Linked DNA regions of Sus scrofa: all the other regions are linked to region 1. Evidence: chromatin contacts called from public HiChIP or PLAC-seq and promoter capture Hi-C data. All regions are on one chromosome and are shown on one strand. The core of a region is the stretch at or near the end of the contact, and the rest is flanking DNA. Distances in the headings are between cores, read along the strand shown. Region 1 holds the start of DCBLD2 (discoidin, CUB and LCCL domain-containing protein 2). Region 2 holds the start of CLDND1 (claudin domain containing 1). Region 3 holds the start of CPOX (coproporphyrinogen oxidase).

Evidence for each region. Promoter capture Hi-C pulls out the DNA fragments that hold promoters and counts their contacts. HiChIP or PLAC-seq counts read pairs in DNA pulled down with a chosen protein or histone mark.
Region 2: a contact with region 1 is called in an H3K27ac HiChIP or PLAC-seq map of alveolar macrophages. The contact joins the promoter of CLDND1 here to the promoter of DCBLD2 in region 1. A contact is called at or near these places in 2 of 5 promoter capture datasets (fetal liver and liver), 1 of 47 Hi-C or Micro-C datasets (heart right ventricle) and 2 of 2 datasets of contacts at active chromatin or transcription factors (alveolar macrophages and skeletal muscle).
Region 3: a promoter capture Hi-C map of liver shows a contact between it and region 1, with 2.5 times the contacts expected there. The contact joins the promoter of CPOX here to the promoter of DCBLD2 in region 1. A contact is called at or near these places in 3 of 5 promoter capture datasets (fetal liver, fetal skeletal muscle and liver), 1 of 47 Hi-C or Micro-C datasets (embryonic fibroblasts) and 2 of 2 datasets of contacts at active chromatin or transcription factors (alveolar macrophages and skeletal muscle).

The regions. Positions count from the first base shown.
Region 1 is chr13:160,062,302-160,065,121 of Sscrofa11.1, forward strand. DCBLD2 (discoidin, CUB and LCCL domain-containing protein 2) reads left to right here and starts at 1,441. Exons shown (of 16, transcript XM_021070662.1): 1 at 1,441-2,346. The coding sequence starts at 2,136.
Region 2 is chr13:160,396,069-160,398,888 of Sscrofa11.1, forward strand. It overlaps CLDND1 (claudin domain containing 1), which reads left to right and starts at 1,456. Exons shown (of 5, transcript NM_001243498.1): 1 at 1,456-1,505.
Region 3 is chr13:160,330,999-160,333,818 of Sscrofa11.1, forward strand. CPOX (coproporphyrinogen oxidase) reads left to right here and starts at 1,438. Exons shown (of 7, transcript NM_001243844.1): 1 at 1,438-2,042. The coding sequence starts at 1,526.

The sequences.
Region 1 (2,820 bases), core at 191-2,690:
TTTCTCAATGTTACAAAATAAAATCCTGACCTCTTAACTTGTCTTAGATCTTGTGCCTACTCATTTTTTTCACTCTAGTCTTCAGTTACTCCTGTTACAGTCAGCAATAGTTAACCCCATCAGCTACATGTACATCATTCACTGTGGTGCTGGTGAGCCAGCCTACTTTGCCTCTGGTCTGAGATCACCTTCCTCACTTTGTGCCCTCACTCAGGACTCAGCTGGAGTTTCATGTCCATGACTGGTTCCTTGAACTCCTTCCACTCTGGTATTTGACATCAGCCCATACCTCCAACACGGCACTGACAACAATGGATGTTTACATGTTTGCCCCTCCTGCAAAATGTAGGCTCCTCTGATTGAACTGCATGTGCCTACTGTCTCCTTTAGGCCTAAAGCATAGTAGGTTAAATAAGCATCCAATAAATACTTTTTGAATAAATCTGGTAGAAGTGTTTAATGCATAAGGAGTCAGCAGGGGAGTTGAAAGTGATGACCTCCAAAGTCCTTTTGAATGCTGAGATTTTCATTTGAGGATATCAGCCTCTTCCATAGTGTTGAAATGACATCTGCTTATGAGCCTCACCCATAACTTCAAGGTACTCTTCAGCCTGAGCTTTAGACTAAAATGTCCACCTGCCTGTTATATAACTTCACATAGCTATAGCTGTGAAGGACATTCCAAACTCAGGATGTCCAAAATAACTCAGTTGCTCACACAACTTGACCCACCATTCCAGTTTTCTGTATTTGTTAATAACACTAACCTCCTCTCAGAGGGCCATGCTAAGAATATCCAGGATGGCACATTTCTCTTAAAACAAACAAATCCTGTGGATTCCCCTTTGCCAAGACCAGTTCTTTTTGTCACTGCATGTCTTTACAGTTTCCATCAAATTACTTGTGACTCTAACTAGTATTTATTTTATTCTGACTTTCATGATCTTTTCCATCTCTGTCCCAATACAAGATCCTGGAAGATTTCCTCATTAGGGCTACACAGGGTTTGTAGGTAGACAGCAGGTGTTCAATCTTGGTAGAATGGCTCAGTGGATGTTAGGATGTTAGGTTTAAATTGCTTTAGGGGTTTGGTTCTTGTTAATGTACTTTTTGCCCCTCTCGTACAGTAAATATAGTAAAATGCACAGGAAACAGAAAATACATATATTTTAAAAATCGAACACTTTATCTGTTCTAACTCGGAGTTGATGTAACAATTAGCTACAGCTTTAATAACATATTCTGCTATTTACATAAATAAATAAATAAATAAATAAATAAATAAATAAATAAAGTCCCTTAGACTCAGCTCCCAGCAAAAACCAGCCAGGATTCAGGTTTCCCACCCCTTCCAGTGGCCTGATGTGCGGCGGGGGAGGAGCGAACAGCAAGCTAGGGTGGAGGAGCAGGGGGAGCGGGATGGGGGACGTCCCGGAAGTCATTGACCAGAGCGAGCGGCAGCCTCAGCGGGATCAGCTCGGGCTGCAGTCCCAACAATAACAGGCGCGCGGGCCGGGTGGGGGCCGCCGGGGGGCCCAAACTTGGGGGCGGAACCCGGATTGGGGGAGGCGGGTGGGACGCTTCCCAAGGCCGTAAGGGATTGGAGGAGAGAGATGAGGGGCGGTGGAGCTCTAGGAGTGGGCTGGGGAGCTAACGGGTCGACCAAGGAGAGAGCGCGTTGATTGGGTAACGCAGAGGGAGACGGACCAGAGCCGACTGCGGATTGGCTGTGGCGGGCTGTGCAGGCGTGGCCAGCGAGCGCGAGAGGGAGCGCGAGGGAGCTGGCGGCTTGTCTGCCAGCCAGCTAGCCGGAACCCCGGGCTAGTGCGGCGGGCAGGAGTCGGGTTGAGGAAAGCTGCGCGGGAGGCGCGTACCCCAGCTCAGCTGCCGCAGCCGCCGCCGCCTTCTGCGACTAGAGCACTCCGCTTCCTTCCCTCCCCTCCCTCGCGCTCCGGCCTGGGGTCTTGGGGCGGGGAGTGGAGGGAAGGGACGAAGGAGGAGGAGGTTTCGGAGAGTGAGGGGCGGAGGGGGTTCCCGGCGCGGGGCGAAGCGCGCGCAGCCTCTTGCTCTCCCGCCGCTGCCTTTGACTCTTCGCCCGGTGCCGCGGCTCCGGGGCGCCCGCACTATGCAGGCGGATGGCGAGCCGGGCGATGGTGAGAGCTGGGCATAACCCTCTTCTTTTTCTAGTCCGGGCCGCGGCCGCCGCCCCCGCCCGGGCCGCGCTCCCCCTCTCCCGCTCCTACCCCCTCCCTCCCCGGTCCAACTCCTCCTCCTTCCCCATGCCTCTGTTCCTCCTCCTCTTACTTATCCTGCTCCTGCTCCTCGAGGACGCCGGAGCCCAGCAAGGTGAGCGGTTCCCGACTAGTGCGCGGAGCCCCAGGGGCGGGGGGGGGGGTTGGGGGGAGCCTCGGGGTGGTGTGTGTCCGGCCTTTAGCAGAATCTGCAGGCGCGCCGGGGAGGTGCGGTGCGCTTCGGTGAGTGGCCAGACCTGGTTTGGCACCCGCTTAACTGAGTTGCAAAGGTGGGCTGTCTGTGTCCCCCAAGTTGGCGTGGCTTTACTTTTTGGGAAGCCCATTCATTTTTCTGAAAAGGAGGTGAAACCCTGCCCGCTGTGAAGTCCTCCTTTTGGGTTTGGGTTCTTCTGAGGAACATCTTTTGGAGGAAAAGGAGAAGTTTTGGAGATGTAGCACCTCCCCTCAAGTTAAGCTAAATGGATAGATGGGCAGAGTAGAACGGGAAGGTAATTAAATAGCATCTTAAACCCAGGAAAGGCAGGTGGTGATAATCTTTTGTGAAAGTGCTTAGGTTCAAAAGTGACTG
Region 2 (2,820 bases), core at 206-2,705, 330 kb after region 1:
TGTCTTCCTCTTCCTTTTCTAAACTTCTCTTTAACCTGGATGTATTGTAACTTCACTAGAGATATAGTTCTGAAGGTAGGGAATTTCTAGAGAAGGTCAATGTATATAGCCATTTCCTTGTGAATAAATGCATGGAGGGGCTCTAAATGCAAATTAACAATTTACTGTGCACTGCTACCATTTTCTCTGGTTGGTTCCTCTGACAATTCTCCTCTGGCAAGGTATTCTACATGAAAATCCAGTCATATTTGAATATTATATTCTATTACCTTATTTTACTTATGTGTTAGATATGAATAGCAGTTCAACTTAGGCAAAAGAAATATAGCTAAAGATAGAGAAACAGATAGCTATGTCTTCAGTCTGTCAGGGTGGTAGAAATTTAGTATCAGCCTGGGGCTCCCACCTTTCTCCTGTTCTGTAGCTAAATTTGAAGGCATTTGAGGGGTGAAGTAGGGTTTGACAGCACCTCTGGTCCTTGAGTTGGCCGTCTCTGTAGGTACCTGTTGAGAAACCTATCATTGCTGGTCTCATGCCACATTCATGGGTCTATACACATCACTACAGAGATGTCCCTGCTTTCTGTCTGTGAATTTATATGCAATACTTGAAGGCTCATTTTGTTTTCTCTGAGCCATAAAGTCATTTGCAGTCTCTCAGGTTGTGCATGATTCTTTCTGCTTAAGGCAATGTTCTCAAAAATTCAGTCTTTTTCATACTATATAAACAATTTTTTATTCACTTTTTTTGACATATCTGGGACTCTCAGCATTAACTTAATGTTTTTCTTTAACTAACTGTAATTAATTTTAAAAGGGTGCTTTACTACAATAGAAAATATCACTTGCCATAAAGAGAAAGCAGCCAACAAACAAAAATTGTATGAAACCCAAAGGATGCCATTACATGCTAGTTGGATACTGTCTGTCAGATTACATCCTTCTTAGTCTAAACTTAAGCAATAAAATCAGAAAGACTATCTGGTGCAATGAGAGCGAGGTTGTGAGAGAGTAAGTCAATGGGTTATCATCTCGAAAGTATAATCTCATTGCTGTTCACAAGTAGGGTAGTGGTGAGGAAAACACAAGATTGGAAAATCCGACTCATAAAGTCACAACTAATGAGTATCAGTGACCAGGCAGGTCGCCTTACTTGGTGGACGTTCGTTCCTTCCTCAGTAAAAAATAAGAATCCAACAGCCCAGACCTCCCTTTCGCGTACCGACTGCCCCTCCGGAGCCGAACTACACCTCCCACAACTCGCCGCGCGCGGCGCCGGGAATGCCGTCCGCTGCCTCTCGCTGCTTTTCCTCTGTCCCTCCTACAACTCCCACAAGCCCCCTCGGCTCTGTGGCCAGGCCCAGCCCGGGGTGGAGGCGGAGGCGGAGGCGCGGGAGTTATGGAGGGGGCGGGCTCTGCAGGGAAGTGCGTCAGAAGAGGCGTGGGGAGAGTAGGGTTCTGTGGTTTGAGCTTGAGGGTGAAGCTGGCGGAGCAGGAGGATGGGCGGTGAGTGAGCGGGGCCGGCGTCGCTCGGCAGGGGTCGCGTAGCTGTTGGACGTTTCCAGCCGTTTGAAAAGGGGCCCCCTACCCGGGCGCGGCCGGGGTGTGCGGGTTCTGAGCGGGGGGCTGTTGCGGGGCTTTTCCCTCGGCCGAGCGGTCTGGGGAAGGGCCTGCCCCGGTCACTGAGGCCCCTGGCTGGACCGCGCAGGGCTGCCCGGCCGTAGCTCTGGCTAGTCTCGACCCCCCGCCCGGCCACGAGGTGCGTCCCGCGAGGTGACAGCGCTAGGCGTCCGGCCTGGGCGAACTGCCGCTCCGGTGCCCGGGACCTTTTAAGGTCATTTGAGAGCACAAGGATGAAAAAGGATTAAAAAAGAATAAAAATACAAACCCAACCTCTGGAGTTAAAGTTAATTATTGTAATTGCTCTGGTCTCTCCTGAGTCACTTGCCATTTTCCAAACTCAGCAGCCCCAGTTTGCGAGCCTGTTTTCGTACTCCTTTTAAAGGTGTTTGGTGCGGTCATGGTATATACTTGCAGTATTTGACTCAGCTTGATCCGGCTTGAGTCATTTTACTGCGGCCATTTACTACTGCCGTTGAGCCCTGTCCACGCCTTTGGAGTGCTTGTATTTTGCCCGATTCTGGGTTTTCTTTCTGGCTGAGGAGGAATCATTTAGTTTGCAGATGAGGAGGTTCAAAAGTATAAAGAATGAGGACGGTCGATAGGAGTGAAGACTTAGGCAGCGTTAAGGAGCTTGGTTTAGCTTTAATGGATTAGGGGCAGATTGATATCTAGCATTATTATATATTATTATTCTCTTTTCTATTTCTTGCGCCTGAAACAACCTTCTCTCTGGTTTAACAAGCGTTTTCAACTGTCTTCTGAATAGCTCTCTACTCTTAACCTTGTTTTGGAAGGTTTCCCTAATCAGAGGAAACTGGGAGGAGCCGATTTCCTCTGCTTCCTTTTCTGTTGGCGGACTTGCGTACAGAGAGATGGGACCGAGGCTTATTGCCAGGAAGCAGTGTTTATTTGTGCCTGCACCGGCTCAGGATTCATATCCATCGGCTGAGCCGAGAGCGCAGGGGGGCGTAGCTTTATATACCCTTCATTAGTTGCCCCTTTACATTTTAGCCCCTTTGTCTTCCTTATGGGGTAACATACATTTGATTAGATGGTCTATGCTACAGAGTTACGCATGCGCACACAGATGCTGATGATTCCACGTTGCCTTCCCTTTGTTCTGGGGGGGCCCTAACCACATTTCCTCTGCCCTTTTCACACCCAGACTCAGAACAGTTAATGCTCTGCAGTCTTTCCT
Region 3 (2,820 bases), core at 188-2,687, 270 kb after region 1:
TGCCAAAGGAACTGCCAGGCTTCTGGGCTGGGTTTGGTCCCCTCTTAGTGCTCACTCAGTCCCCACATTCCTTGCAGTGGCCACATTCTAGAATGGTAGTTTTTATATTTCCTTTGCCAACTCAGTCTCACAGGTAAAGCATCCTCCAAAGCAGTTTAATCACTTCTTAATCTAAGCTTTTACCATTTACTGAATCTCTAGAGAGTTAGGCTTGCCCACCCAGCTAACACTCTGCTCCCATGTGAGAGCTGCCAGATGCTGCTGTAATTGGATAAAATACACTGCCCTAAACAACTGGTCAAACATGTAGCCATGGAAGTTCCATAATTACATCTAGCCACTAAGAAAAAGCTTGTAGAAACTACCACTGGTGGCTTAAATAATTATCTGCTGCTTGAAATGAAAATCATCCTGGAGATTTAAGGGACAAAGGAGCCCATGACAATTGTTCTTACACTCATATGCAGACAACATGGAACTGTGGTACGGTTACAGGGGAAAAAAACAACAACAACTATGAAATCTATGTTAGCTTCGTTTCTCATTTCTTTAAAAGCATGTGTGTGTGTGTGTGCGCGTGCGTGTGCGCGCGCGCCTGCGCTCATGTGTTTTGGGGAATAAGGAGGAGTGTGTCCTGCCTAGTTTACAGGAGTTATTGGGAGTATTAAACGTGAGATATATTTGGCAGCACCCTACAACTGCAGGATGATAAATATTTTAAAGTTTCTTATTCCTCGATCACCCAAATACAACAGGTCATGAGTTTTATGCTGGTTTAGAAAAACACTTTTGCTTTTCCTATTGCTAGAACAATCAATTGTACACTGTAGGAGCAAGGCCTGGGAAGATTTTAATGATAGAAATGTGCTATGGTGTTGATCGCAGAAAATCTTTTCCTAGGATTTTCTTAGGACCATTTTCATTAGCTTTTCTGACTCCTTTGAAAAACTAGCCCATAGGTTAGGAGTTTCCCAGGCTCCGCCCCCACCAATCCTACCAATTTTAGAAGATTTAGAGGACTGGATCCGGGACCTTCTATACATAAAAAGAACCAGAATTTGCAATGCTGTTTAAAAGTTGTAAGTCAGGGCAGGAGTCTCTGGGCATATTTCTGCCCAGGTTAGTCCTCAGTCCGTCCAGCCCTACTTTGCCTTCTCCCTGTGGCTGGCTGAACCACAGACCAGAGGTTGTACGTGACAAGAAGGCTTCTTTTATCTCTTCCAGCGCTTCCACGGCCCTCTCCTACCACCGCCACCCGGTTCTCTTCCCGTGGGACCCGCCCTTCTGGCGGCGGTGGATTCTTTTATCTCCCGGGTGCGCCCCTGCAGGCGGCGATAGGAGACAGAACTACAGCTCCCGGCATCCCCCGCCTCCCGCCTGCCGCTGGCAAGCCGACCCGGTAGTAGCTCTTCTCCCGCAAAAGTTCCTTCACCCGGCGCTGCTCGCTCTTTAGGACCCCAGGGAGCACAAGGGCCGCTCTCTGGGAGGCGGGCACTGTCCGGGGTGACAGCGCGGGAGCGGGGCTATGCACTTGGGCGGGCTGAGCGCGGGCCCCTGCTGGCGTGCGGCGCGTGCCGGCTGCGGAGAGCTAAGCGCTTGGTCCCGGCGCTATGCTGTGGGACGCCTCTGCCGGCCGCCTGGCACCACTTGCCCCCAGCAGAGCCGCGGGCTGGGGCACGGCCCCACGACGGGAGGCAGCCCCCGGCTGAGGACCGGGGTGGCGGCGGGGCTAGCGGGGCTGGCAGGGCTGGCCGCTGCCGCCTTCGGGCAGGTGGAGCGTGCGGAGATGGTGCGCAAGAGCTCGGGGACGCCGAGCACCTTGCCCGGGAAACCGGAGGAAGACGACGACGAACTAGCCCGCCGCTGCAGCTGCTTCATGGCCCCGCCTGTGACTGACCTGAGCGAGCTGCGGACTAGGCCGGAGGACATGAAAACCAAGATGGAGCTGTTGATACTGGAGACCCAGGCCCAGGTGTGCCAGGCGTTGGCACAGGTGGATGGGGGTGCCCGCTTCTCTGTGGATCGGTGGGAGAGGAAAGAAGGTGAGGAGGTCGGCCCCTAGAGGGAGGTGGAGATAGGGAAAAGAGGTCAGGCTGGTAGTAAATGACTCAGAATAGGGGATGGAAGTAAGGAAAGGGTACCTGTAACAGCCTTTGCTGGGTTAAAAGGGACACAGTTAAAAAGACTGACACTGACAGGGTCATCAGCCCTCAGCTTGGATTTGTGGACCTAGATCGGCTGTCACTCTAGTACTGGACATTTTTTAAATCTTCTCAATTTTATAATGGCATTTTCCGTAGAAATCAGTAGGTCGCTTTTAGCCAACAAACTTGGATGTCCTAGGTTGTAATTGAGCATAGATTTTTTTTCACATTTCATCTGCTTCTCTGGGTGCGTTTACCCTATCTCCTTTGGAGCTGGGAAAAAAAAAAAAAAAGCTAGCTCCTCTTTACTAAGTGTAAGCCGGTCTCTGGTCTCCTCCAGCTGAGGGAGTTACTGTGTCCTTATGTCCTTTCCCCAGGTTGTGCAAGAAGTATTTGATTCAGCTTGTCAGTAGTTCTGCCAGATGCGCCATCAGATTGCCTGCCAGGAAAATCTTTACCTCCACTGGCAAAATACTTCAGTATTAAAACCAAGTTTTTACAGAGTCCTATATTCATGACCATGTTATTGCCTATGCAGTGGAACCCTACATCTTGGTCATAAATTTAAAGTATTTCTGATTCTTCTTACCTGGGAATACTAACAACAACTTCTCATTAGCTGATTTTGGGCTGTGATATGCCACATTTATTTTATTATTTTATTTTTTTTTGCTTT